Linked DNA regions of Mus musculus: region 1 is linked to region 2. The links are chromatin contacts, called in public promoter capture Hi-C maps. All regions are on one chromosome and are shown on one strand. The core of a region is the stretch at or near the end of the contact, and the rest is flanking DNA. Distances in the headings are between cores, read along the strand shown. Region 1 has its middle 17 kb from the start of Gm31547. Region 2 overlaps Tcf7l1 (transcription factor 7 like 1 (T cell specific, HMG box)).

The links. Promoter capture Hi-C pulls out the DNA fragments that hold promoters and counts their contacts.
Region 1: a contact with region 2 is called in a promoter capture Hi-C map of liver, with 3 times the contacts expected there. The contact joins two enhancer-like sites. A contact is called at or near these places in 6 of 39 promoter capture datasets (the HPC-7 cell line, embryonic stem cells, liver and 2 more).

Annotation. Positions count from the first base shown.
Region 1 is chr6:72,986,715-72,992,721 of GRCm38.p6, forward strand. No RefSeq gene overlaps it. Among named protein-coding and RNA genes, the nearest start is that of Gm31547, 17 kb to the right of the region's middle. Within about 2 kb of position 3,712, at least 98 of the 459 cell types and tissues checked have an H3K27ac peak or open chromatin away from gene starts, as enhancers often do. A contact at or near this core is called in liver, where this site is marked.
Region 2 is chr6:72,690,984-72,697,236 of GRCm38.p6, forward strand. All of the region lies in intron 3 of Tcf7l1 (transcription factor 7 like 1 (T cell specific, HMG box)), which reads right to left. Gm31391 (a long non-coding RNA gene) reads left to right here. Exons shown (of 4, transcript XR_003956315.1): 4 at 1-956. Among named protein-coding and RNA genes, the nearest start is that of Gm31391, 39 kb to the left of the region's middle. Within about 2 kb of position 3,783, at least 25 of the 459 cell types and tissues checked have an H3K27ac peak or open chromatin away from gene starts, as enhancers often do. A contact at or near this core is called in liver, where this site is marked.

The DNA.
Region 1 (6,007 bases), core at 2,462-4,961, 300 kb after region 2:
GGAGATTTAGGTAGAATGCTTGCCTGGCAAGCACCTTACCAACTGAACTCTCTCTCTAGACTCCTGTTCTCACCCCCTTTTTAGATTTTTAAATTTCATGTGTATGAGTATTTTGCCTAAATGTAGAGATGTGTACCACATGTGTGCCCAGTGCCTGAGGAGGTCAAAAGAAGCTATTGGTTCTTCTGGAATTGGAGTTAAAGATGGTTGGGAGCCACCGTGTAGGTGCTGGGAATTGAACCTGGATCCTCTCCAAGAACACAAAAGAATTTAGGGAGGAAGGAATTTATTTTGGCTCAGTTTCTGGTTCCAGTCCATCCGAGCAGGGCAGTCACAGAGGCAGGATCTTGACACAGCTGGGCATATCACATACACTGTGGAGAGCAGAAAGCGACAGGTTCATGCGTGCTAACCGTCAGCTTCATTTCTCCTCTTTTACAGCCTGGGACCCCAAGCCAAGGAACAGTTTTGCCAACTTTTATGCTGGTTCTGCCTGTACCAGGTAATGTAATTAAGAGACTCTTTCCCTGGGGTCGTGGCCACAGGCTCCCACCTCTAATCCAGACGCTATCTGCAACTGATACCTGCTGGAGAAGTTGAAAATCATTTATATATATATATAAATATATATATACCAATGGAGCCTCACTGGATGTATCAACTGTATTCTAGGGAAGCCCCCAGGTGGCCAATGCAAAATGAACTCAGTGGTGTTTTTGTAGACTTTTTTTTTTTTTTTTTTTTTTGGTTTTATTGGGTGAGAGGTGAATTACATAAAAGGCTCCAGTAGACTGAGAAGCTGTGGGTAGGAAAGTTAATTTAATGGCCAGGCCTGTGGAAGCTTCTGATGAGGAGCTCCAGGCACCAGGCTGGTGTCTATTGCTTCTGACTGTGGGAGAATGACCTGCAGATGGACACGTCCATCTCCAGATCTCCCCGCTTTCTGTCCTTTAACAGGACCCTGTGCCTTGTGCATAGAGTCTCACTTCACAGAGAGTCTGTGGCCGTTCAGTTCTGATTAAAGAACAATTCTGCCTCTGGAGACGCCTGGCTGCTCCCCTCTGCCTCCTTTCCCTCCAGCAACCTCACTTTAACACTGGTCTTCTGCCTACTTGTTCTGATTTTCATTTTTTGTGAGTTTTTTGTTTCTTTTTTGGTGGTGGGGTTGGGGGGGGGGGAGGAAGGTGAGGGAAGAACTTGAAGGAATTGGGAGAGGGTAAATATGATAAAAATATATTGCATGAAAAGTTGTTTTAATTTTAAAAAAAGAAAGAAAACCTCACAGACACAACCAAAGACCAACTTGATCTAGACCAGTGGTTCTCTACCCTTTCTCAAGGGTCTTTTAAGAGCATCAGAAGACACAAATATTTCAAGTATAATTCATAATAGAAGCAAAATTACAGTTATGAAGGAGTAATGAAAATAATTTTATGCTGGGGGGCTGGTCCCCACATCATGAGGAACTGTATTAAAGGGCCACAACATTAAGAAGAGAGATTTAGACAAAGCTCATTGAGACTCTCTCCAGGTGACTGTAGATTGTGTCAATTAAACCAAACACCACAGCATGCTTTATGTTTATATCATTTGTCTATGATCTAAGTATGTGATTCTCAAACTGTGGATCTGTAAGCATGGCCTTCAAAAGGTGGGTGACACACCAGCTTTTGGTGTGCCCTGTATCCCTTTAAAGATAATGCTAGTTGGTAGTAAGAGGAAGGAAGTGTGTGTGTGTGTGTGTGTGTGTGTGTGTGTGTGAGTGTGTGTGGTCTGAGTTTGGGGCCAGCCTGGTCTACACAGTGAATTCTAGGCTAGCCAGGGCTATTTAGAGAAACCCTGTCTCAAAAGGAAAAAAGGGGGTGGGGAAGCAACTCAACAAAAGGTATCATGAAAAAAAGGTGTGTTTGTGTGTGCACACGCATCCTCTATGGGCCAACTTGAAAGAGCAGAGTGGTTTTCTTGTCATCTCATTTCTGGGAGGCAGTGAGCGGTTTGCTTTGTAGAGATGGTGCTTTTCTTGGGGTCATGTCCTGGCACACTTGGAGAGAGGTCTCCTCTTGGGTGGGAATTATGGGACACAAGAAGATTCCACAGAGGCCATAGCAAGAAGGAGAACATATGAGTGACCCTCCGCGGCCAGAGCAGCTTTTGACTCACAGCCTGGCATTAGGGCTGAGCCACCAGGCTAGGGCTATGTATGGTCCATGGGACCAGGCCCCATCAGAACATCATTCATGGAACAGACACAAGGGATCCACTACTCTAGAAAGGACTTCAGACAAGGAAGAAGGAAAAAGAGAAGTTGAGAAGAGGTCTCTTTATCCCCCACTGGCCCAGCCATAACTCTCTGTATCTGCTGCAAGATGCTAGGGCCTTGTTCCAAAAGCTGGTGGGATCTCAGAGGCCAGGTGGTGGCCACAGGCATCCAGCCAGCTCAGCGCACTGCATACCTCACAGGATTCCAGCCTGGCGAGCAGCTGCAGCGCTGACAAACAGGCAATAGAGCTAATCCTCAGGCTTTTCAAAGAGCCCAATGATGTCACTTCCTCATTCCCGGAGGCGTGCTTTAAGACCCTCTAGGATGCAGGATGCCGGACCCACCTGCTCCTGCTCTCCTCATTGGTTGCATTCATCCAGCATAACTTTCAGCTCTCTCCCTCCCCTGTCTCCTCTCCCTTCCTTTTTCTTCTCTATTCTTCTCCCCCTCTCTTTTCTCTTCTGTCTACACTCCTTTCCTCTCTTCTTTCTTTCCTATCTCTTCCTCCTCCTCCCCACCCCATTACCATCTGCACACAGGAGTCAATATTTCCTTAGGCCATAATGCTATTGTGCAATTTTGAGGTCAAAAGGCACACACACTTTAAATGGCGCTAAGTACCTTACAGAAGAGTTTGATGTTCCTATTGGTTGCTGACAAGCTTTCATTTTCACCAGTTTGAGAGGTGGTTTTAATTTGCTTTTAAGTTTTCATGGTTGGACAAGGAGGCACATGGTGGTGATCCTAGCTCTTGTGAGTTTGGGGGAAGATCATGAGTGTGAGGCTAGCCTGGGCTACACGGTCTTTTGGGCAGGTCTTGTGCTGGTGGCCATGTCTGTTGTGTGTCTGTGATTGCCACGGCCATGCCCTTTCTAGGGGACAGCTTTTCGGGACGCTCCCCTCCATCCTCCAGCTCTTACGATCTCCCCACCCCATCTGCCTCCGTGGGCCCTGGGTGTTGGAGATGGGTGCAGAGACGCACTGTTGAGGGCTTGCACTCTGCAGTCATTTGTTCTCAGCACTTTGACAGGAGCTGAGTCTCTGCATTAGCAGTTGCCCTTTGCACAAAGGAGCTTCTCCAAGCCAGGCTGGGGGCAGAACTTTGCCAGCTGAGAAATGTAAATGCTTTGGAGGGAAGTCATGCTTGGAGTACGGGGAAACTGAAGGACCTCTGGGATGCTTGTGCAACTAGAGACTTATGTGTTTTCACATCTTAATCACTGGCTGCTGCAGTGTGGTGGCCGGAGGGTGTGATCTGCAGATCTTTCTAGATGCTAGTTCCGGGAAGCTTCTACTTAGTTCTCTCTCCCAGAGTTCAGTCAACCATGGAATGGTTGGGTGGGTGTAGGTGTAGCTTCTGTAAAGTCATCATTTCTCCTCTGCCTCTGCCAGAGCCTCACCAGGTCCCCCAAGTCTCCCTTAATTCATCTCACACTTCCACTTTCGACTTTCGCTTTCTCTGACTTCCTTTCCATGCTGTAGTCTAGTGAGCTGAATAAGCATGCATTTGGCTGTGCAAACCTCTGCAGGGCTCTGCAGGACCCCTGCCTCCTTACTACTGCAGCTCTGGAGACCTCCCCTCTGGTTCAGTGTCTCTGTCTCTCTCTGTCTCGGTGTCTCTGTCTCTCTCTCTTTCTCTCTCTCTCTTACCCTTATGGCCTTGATTCAAGTCTGTGACCACACTCCTTCTCTCAGACCTCCTGGCCTTCGCTAAGCTGCTCTGAAATAAACTCTTCTGAAGTTTAGTTTAATTTGGACGATTCCAGTGGAAAACTCAGGAAAGATGGACTTGGCACACTCATTATTTGTCTCTTGTTAGCCTCTGGATCCTGGTTGCTTGCTTGCGCTCTAAAATGACCAGGAAAGGTTTAATTTAGTATAGTTTATTATTAACTAATTAAATGTGTGTGTTTGTGTGTATGTGTGTGTGTGTGTTCTAATGTCTGAGTAGAGGCACACATGTGCCGTGGAGCATGTGTGGAGGTTGGAGGACAACCTTCCGTGCTGGTCCTTACCTTCCATCTTGTTTGAGGTATGGTCCTGTGTTTCCTGCTGTGTACACAGGCTGGCTGATCCAACGGCTTCCTGGCAGCCTTCTGTCTCTGCTTCTCATCTGGTTGTAGGAGAACTGGGGATTATAGATGCATGCTACTGTGTCCAGCTCTATGTGGGTCCTGGGGACTTGAACTCAGATCCTTACCCTTCCACCTCCCTATAACTCCAGCTGCAGAGGAACCTGTTCTGGTGCTTTCGCACTCAAGCATTCCTTCATCTTGGGTCCACCTTTCCCCTAGGACAACGGTTCTCAACCTTCCTAATGCTGCGGCCCTTGAATACCCAGTTCCTCATGTCACGGTGAAATCCACCCATAAAATTATAATCATTGGTACTTCCTAACTGTAACTTTCCTACTGTTATGAATTATAATGTAAATGTCTGTGTTTTTCGATGGTCTTAGGGGGCCCCTGTGAGTGCCAACCCCTTGCTACTCTAGGGACAAATAGCAAGGGGTTGGCACTCTTGTCCTGCTAACCCAAGGACATAATAAGTCTTTTTTTTAAAGCATTGATTGTATGCGGGATGGGATGGGGTGAGTGGAGAGAGGTGTATGCTTGCCACTTAGAATCTGTGGAGGCCAGAGAACAACTTGTAGGAGTTGGGGGGTGTCTCTCTTTCCACTCTGTGGATTCCTAGGATTAAACTTAGGTTGTCAGGCTTGGCAGTAAGTCCCTTACGCCCACTAGTGAGATGGCTATCTTACCAGGTCTGAGAATGGACTTTGTTTATCAGTTTTGATTTTTGAGACAGTGTCTCACACCAGGCTGGCCTGGATCTAACTCCCCATATAGTCCAGGCTATCTTGGATCTAACTCCCCAAACAGTCCAGGCTGGCCTGGATCTAACTCACTATGTATTCCAGGCTGGCCTGGATCTAACTCCCCAAACAGTCCAGGTAGTCCAGGCTGGCCTGGATCTAACTCCCCAAACAGTCCAGGCTGGCCTGGATCTAACTCCCCATGTAGTCCAGAAAGATCTCCAAACCACTGTCTTCTTCCATCGGCCTCTAGAGTGCACTTCCATGCGTGGCTTATGAAAATAATTTTGACTTTACAGTTTCCCTGATCAGGCTTGGGGAATACCGGCAGGTTCCAGGGCCATCCTCTGAGAATGATTACTGTGTTCTGTGTACCTACCTTGTCTTAGGGCAGCAGGTGGGTTTGAAAACTGGGCTACATGCTTTATTTGCATGTTGTGGAGGAGGATCATGGGTAGGTCTATAGTGGGGAGGGTGTTTAGACCCCAGAATAAAAGTTCTGGAGTCTGGTTTCCAATTCAGTGCAGCAATAAGGATCCAATTCTGCAGGCCCATATGCTTGTAAGCTTGCTTGGCTTAAGCATTAGAGAGGTCTGAGCCTTACCTGGCTTCAGGTATTACAGGATTTTTTTTTTCCTGAACATTTGTTAGCTTGCATCTATCTGTTCTTTAACAATATTCAAACAGGGGCTGGGGATGTAGCTCAGTTGGTAGAGCATTGGCTTAGAGCCTGCATGAAGCCTTGGGTTCTATCCCCAGCAAGGCATAAAATGGGAGTGCCTGGCAGTACATGCTGGTAATCTCAGCACGTTAGGGATACAGAAAGGAGAGTCAGCTTCCGGATCACCCTCCGCTGAATGTTTGAGGCTAGTCTAGGATGCAGAGATCAAGCCACGAACAACAAACAATCCCAACAGCACTACGAGGACAGA
Region 2 (6,253 bases), core at 2,533-5,032:
CCTGGGGTTTCCACCTCGGTTCCTTTCTGCCTGTTTCCCCGCTGTCGAGAGCTCCAGTGAGGGTCAGTGCACATCACTTCTTTACACAAGAGCCCCCACACCACCCTGTCCATCTCACCACGAGGAAGCCAGAGTCTAGCGTGCTCTGTAAGAGAGAGTCCCTTGAGTGGCCTCCTGTCCATCTTTTCTGATTGCACCTTCTTTAGCGCCACCACCAAGCCCACACACTCTGCTCCTTGCTACTCAATCTGCCTGTCATTAGCCCACCTCAGGGTGTTTGTGCTTTGCCTGGAGTGCCTTTCTGCTATGAGTCTATATAGCTTGTTCCTTTTCATCTTTATGAAAAATCACTTTCAACAACACCTTTGAGAACTATGCATTGAGTGAATGAACAAATTAAACTTTCCCCTGAACTTTCATTGGTGACTGGAACTTCACAATGTGCTTGGTTGCTGTTGAGTTGGGTTCTTTTTGGTTTTGTGTTGTTTTTAAGAAGTGTGTGTGTGTGTGTGTGTGTGTGTGTGTGTGTGTGTGCGCGCGCGCGCGTGTGCGCACATCTGCCACCTCTAGGGATCGAGATTCACACTGTGGTCTGTAATCGGCAGCAATGTCTCTCAAAACTCATTTAACAAGGGTACAGAAACACATGTAACAGGAAATATGCATCTGGCTCCTTAGGACACTCCGTGCGTATGAAAAGCGATACACTATATATCTAGTGACTCATCAAGTGTGGCATCAGCACCTCAGTCTTTATCCAGAACCAGCACCCGGCCTTTCAGATGGCCACTCCCATGCCTTGGGCTCACCTCTGGCCAAGTAGCTTCTCTCACACTCCAGCTCTCCCCTCCTGGACCTCTTCTCTCCTTTTCCAGGTTCTCTGATGGTATTCAGACCCAGATTATTTCAAAACACTCGGTCCTCTGTGAATAACGTGTAAACATTGCTTTCCCACGCAGAGCTGCTGGGCACACCCCCAGTTCTTCCTTAAACTTTGTACAGAGGGGGAGGTGGGCACTATGTCATACAAGACGCTTCGTGGATAAGGCACCAAAATGAACGCTTTGCAACTCAAAGCCTGGGAGTCCCGGCCACATTACTAAAAAGCTCCCTATCACCTATCTGTAAGCTATAGTAGCTAGGTCTCCTCTGCAGCCTCTGGGTTGATGTGACCTTAAACACTTAAGGTTCTGAGTAGCTGTAACATCTATGCAGTGGTTTCTTTTTTATGTATGTGTTATATAACACTGGGGATTGGACCAAGGGCAATGGGCGCTCTGGGCAAGTGCTCTACCACTGAATTACATATGCTCCAAGCCTAGACTTAGCAGTTTTATTTATTTACTTATTTGTTTTGTGGGTGGGGAGACACCAGCCTCACTATGGAAACCATGCTGGGTTTGAACTTGCAGTATTTCTCCTGCTTCTGCAAACCCCAAGTGCTGCGATTACAAGCATGTGTCACCATGTCCAGTTCTAGAATTAATATTTAAAACTGCAATAAAACTAATTATTAATAACCCGGGGGGAAGGGGGATAGGGGATGACCAGAACTGAATAATACCAACTTTGCTTGGTCACAGTCAGAAGAGCCTTGACTGGAGGGCATAGCAGTTAGTCACGCTGACACCTTCTCTGGTATTTTGGTGCTCTGAGGTCTGTGGATGGGCGGGAAGCCCCACTGTGACAGAACTGTAATCTAAATGAGGAAAGGGAAGGAAAACATGCCCTTTCGCTTAAGACCTTCAAAATTGCAGACTGTGAGGAGAGTCTGACGTAAAACAGCCTCGTCTAACAACAGGGAGGCAGAAATGAGGGAGACTGAGGTCTTTGGGGTGGGGGTGGGGCAATTCTTGAATGAATCAGAGAATAAAGTTTGTAAGGAGGAGAAATAGAACATATCACCCATTGCAGGGCCTGAGCAGAAGGGGCTGCTCACAGGTTGGAAATGCACCAAAGGCTTACCTTCTCCAGAAAGGGGAAGGGAGGGCCCAACAGAGTCCAGTGACTGTGCCTCAGAGCAGAGGCTGAGGAAAGGCAGGATGGGAAATGTTGGCACATCCGCTGTGATGAGGGCCTCAACCAGGGTGGAGGGGAAGGTTAGCTGATCAAGCCTCGAGAGCTGCATATGGGATTGCCCCTGCTGTTATTCAGGGTATCCCACAGACGATGTGTGAATGTGTGTGGTATGCGTGTTGCGCATTTGTGTCTGGGTGTGCATGCCTGTGGAGACCAGAGTGGAGCATCTGGTGTCTTCTTCTGTATCACTCTCTGCTTTATGGCACTGTGAACAGGAAGTTCACTGCAAGGCTGGCTGGCTAGCAGTGATCTGTCCGAATTTACCAGTCTTGGCCCCTGCAATAATGGTGTTACAGGCACACGTGGTCATGTTAGTTTGTAAGTAGATGCTTGGAATTCAGCCTTGGTCTCACACTTCTGGTATTTTTGCCCCCTGAGCCATCTCTCTAGCCTCAGAAACATAGAATTCTTTTTTTTTCCCTCCATTAATTAATGTATTTATTCACTTTACATCCCAATTGGAACCCAGAAACCCCACCCCGGGGCGGGGGGATTCTTGAGCACAACGTGTCTACAAGTAGAAAAGTGGAGACCCAGACTTCATCCAATGTGGAGTCCCTGTTGCTAGCCCCAGATGAACAGGAATATCTAGGAGAAGCTGGAGGCTAGAAGGTCTCCAGCCTCGTGGCACAATGCCGTGCACATAAATGAGGGAAGTGTGGAGTTTGAGACAGACCTGTAGAGTAACACTTACAACTCCTTCCCTCTGGGGCCTTCAGTGAAAAACAGTACAGTTTTCACTCAAGGCCCAGGTAGAAGAAGAAATTCCCATTGTCGTCTTCTGGGACGTCTCTTAGACCTAAGATTTTGCAAAGGGAAAGGATCAGGGTGGTTCTGAAAGGAATATTCACTGAGCAACAAGAACAGGCTATTCCTGGACACATGGAGTTATCCAGTCCCTCAGAGAGTACAAATAACAGCATCTTAACAGAGTTTAGTTACAGTACTAAAAATAAATGGTGGCTACATTCGAATTATTATTATTTTTAAGTTTTAAACCAATAAACTAAAAATATACCTAGAGCCTAAATTATCTTCCATGAACAAGGACTGCATAAAACACATCCAGTTCTCTGGGCCAAGAAGTGGAAGGAAGCCCCCACCCCCACCCCTGTTCCTTCCACTCCTTTCCTGTAGCCTTCCATCTGTAAGTCAATCAGCAAACCTCTACAGAGCCCCACCCTGGAGAAGGCACTGGGGCCAGACAAAGCACTCTTAAGAGGCAACAGTCATGTTCCAATTTTGTTTTCCCACACTGTGAGAAGAAGCCAAAAGTGCTGAGCTCCAAAAGGCTGGGTAAAACAAAATGTTGCGGAGGAAGACAAACCCTTTTAAAGGGTGACCTTGGGTGTGCCCTTCCCAATCAAGTTAAATGTCACTGCTCTGAGAACTGGTACGTTCTGATTTCCTGATTTTGCAGAATTCCAAAGCTAGCAGAACAAATTCAAACCCTCCAGCTTCCTTCCTTTCTCCATTTCCTTAAAAACAAAAACAAAAGGCACAGATTTCACATATCCATTAAGATCCAACTTATCCCCAAAGTATCGCTGGCTTTTACTGTTACTGTGTTTTAGGAAGGGAAAAAAAAAATCTCCCCCTCTTCCCCTCCCTGCTTACAGGCGCTGAGCTGTGTCCCACCCAGTTTAGTCTATAGTCGCTATCTATGGAATGTCACTGTTAGCTGGCACTGTCTGGGGATGTTTCTCAGTCAGTTTTTTTTCACATCTCAGATGGCAGCCAAGAGGTGCGGGAGAGAGATGCCCCCACATCACACCCTTGCCAACCAATGGCTCCTTGGCAGCCTCTAGAACTTGTAGGAGAAAGGGGCTTGCAGGATGAGACCCTCTCTATCATGTGATGGAAGGCCATGCATGTGTAAGACTGCTGGGTACCGAATGCATACATATGCCAATCTTTCCACGAAGGGCTGGGGAGATGGCTCCGTGGGTGAGGGAGAGAGGGAGAGAGACTGTCTGAGAGGAATGAGGCAGAACGAGAGCGGGACCCTAGGTGCCTTCTGGCTTCTGTGTGTAGGCGGAAACTTGCTCCCTCACACTTGTGTTTGTGAGAGAGAAACGGAGAAGGAGAGTGATGGATTCCGGGTACGGGAAAAAAGGCTCAACTGATAAACTCACCTGCCACATAAACACAAGGACTGAGCTTGGCTCTTTAGAACTCTTATAAACACAGACAGTTTAAGTCTGTGTCCCCCTAGCATCCCAGCCTACCCTGGGGCAGAAGGTGTGGAAGAAACAGAGCCACCACCACTACTACACCCCCACCCCCACCCCAGACAGCCCTCATAGGCTGTGCTGAACCACAGGCTAATGCTGAGACTTTGGACAGGGAGGGATGTGCTGGTGGACTGCATCATATACACGCGTGTTCACACATGCTACTCTCTGTTTGTATTGTGGTGCTAGATATTTAACCCAGAGGCTCACATAATGCTAGGCAAGCACCGGTACACATTTAAAAACAATTATCTGACTACTGTGCAGAAGAGAGGTAGGAAAAGGCTGTTTTAAGTTTACCTTTCTGTTGTGATAAAACATTGATCAAAAGGAACTTGGGAAGGAAAGGGTAAGTCGCCTCCATCACCGAGGGAAGCCGAGGCTGGCACCGACGCAGAGACCACAGAGGAACTCTGCTTCCTGGCTTGTTCCCAGTTTACTATCTCCCACAGCCAGGACCAGTCCTGTCCAGGGAAGGCCCTGTCCACAGGCCTGGGTGCTCCCACATCAATCATTAATCAAGAGAATGTCTCACAGGTATTTCCACAGAACAGTCTGATGGAAACAGTTCCTAAATTGAAATTCCCTCTTCCCAGGTGACTCTGGTCTATGTCAAGTTGACATAAGTTAACCATCCAGAAGGGTCCCTGTTTAGAGGATTGCACACTCCATTTTCCTTAGCTGCCAGATTGAGATTCCCTGTATAATGCGTGTGGGCTCCTCTCAAATACTTGGGGACCCTTCTCTGGAGTCCCCATACTCTTTTCCTGGCTGCTGTGAGGTTTCCTCTAGTCATCCAGAGTCCTCAGTCCCTGATGTGACCACAGAGAGAGACAGGTTCTCATGTCCTCAGCACAGTGCAGACAGTTTCTTATCTGTGTGCAAAGTTCTCCTGATTCTCCCCTCCAAGAAACACCACGGTACCTCAATACTGCTCAGAGGCAGTGGACTGGGTGTTTTCTCCTACCCACTCTGTGATTTTTTTTTTTTTTGCACAGTTTTTCTAGAAAGGTGATAAACATATAGTATGAGCTGAAGAGATACAGTGAAATCAGAGTGGAAAGGAACATCACGGAAGCACTGGATGAGGGGAGGCATCTGGGTGTGTGCTGAGTACCACATGGAAGGGAAGATACTCAGTGACCAGAATATCAGTGACGGGAGGGACCTGGAAAGCAAGCGTCCACAGCCAGGCTGATGTTGGAGTAGCCCTCCTCTGGCTGCAGAAACTGCAGATACTACCCTGAGGTTCTCTCTCTCTCTCTCTCTCTCTCTCTCTCTCTCTCTCTCTCTCTCTCTCTCTCTCTTTCTTTCTTCCATACTAGCTTAGGGGAGGATTTGTGTCTGAGTCCCTAGCCCCTCATTGGCTGCCTCGGGAAGGAACAACACTCTCCTGGGCATACAGCTGGGATCTCGCCATTACTTAGGTCTCTGCCGACCTGGGACAGGGAATAAGAGTCTTTCCTCCTGTTGACCCCAGAGGCCCAGAGCTGTCCAGGGCGGAAACATCTCTCATCTGGAGTGCCATCACCTGCCCTGGCCTGCCTGTCTCATCTGGCCCTGTCAGCCCAGGCTCTCAGCATTTGTCATTCCCACCCCATCGCTCCAGCACTGGTGAGCATGTCTTAGGAGTGAGAAACCTGGGAATCTATGTGCTCGCCTTTGTGCCCCATGCTCTGGTCCCTCCCCACCCCTTACAATCTGGTACCCCCACCCCCTCCCCGCCCTCTCCTTGTCTCTGCATTATCTTTAACTTTGTCCCCTGCCCCCTACTGTTTACACAGCTGCGGAATGAGGGGATGCAGCTTCTCCTGTTTGCAAGCCCAGGGTTAAATATATGTGTATTTCCGGCTCCCCACAACTCAGGCATTGGGAATGCTATCCGGGGACCCAACCTCCTGTAAATAGACCGTGAGCTGCTAATGGCACTTTCTGGGGAT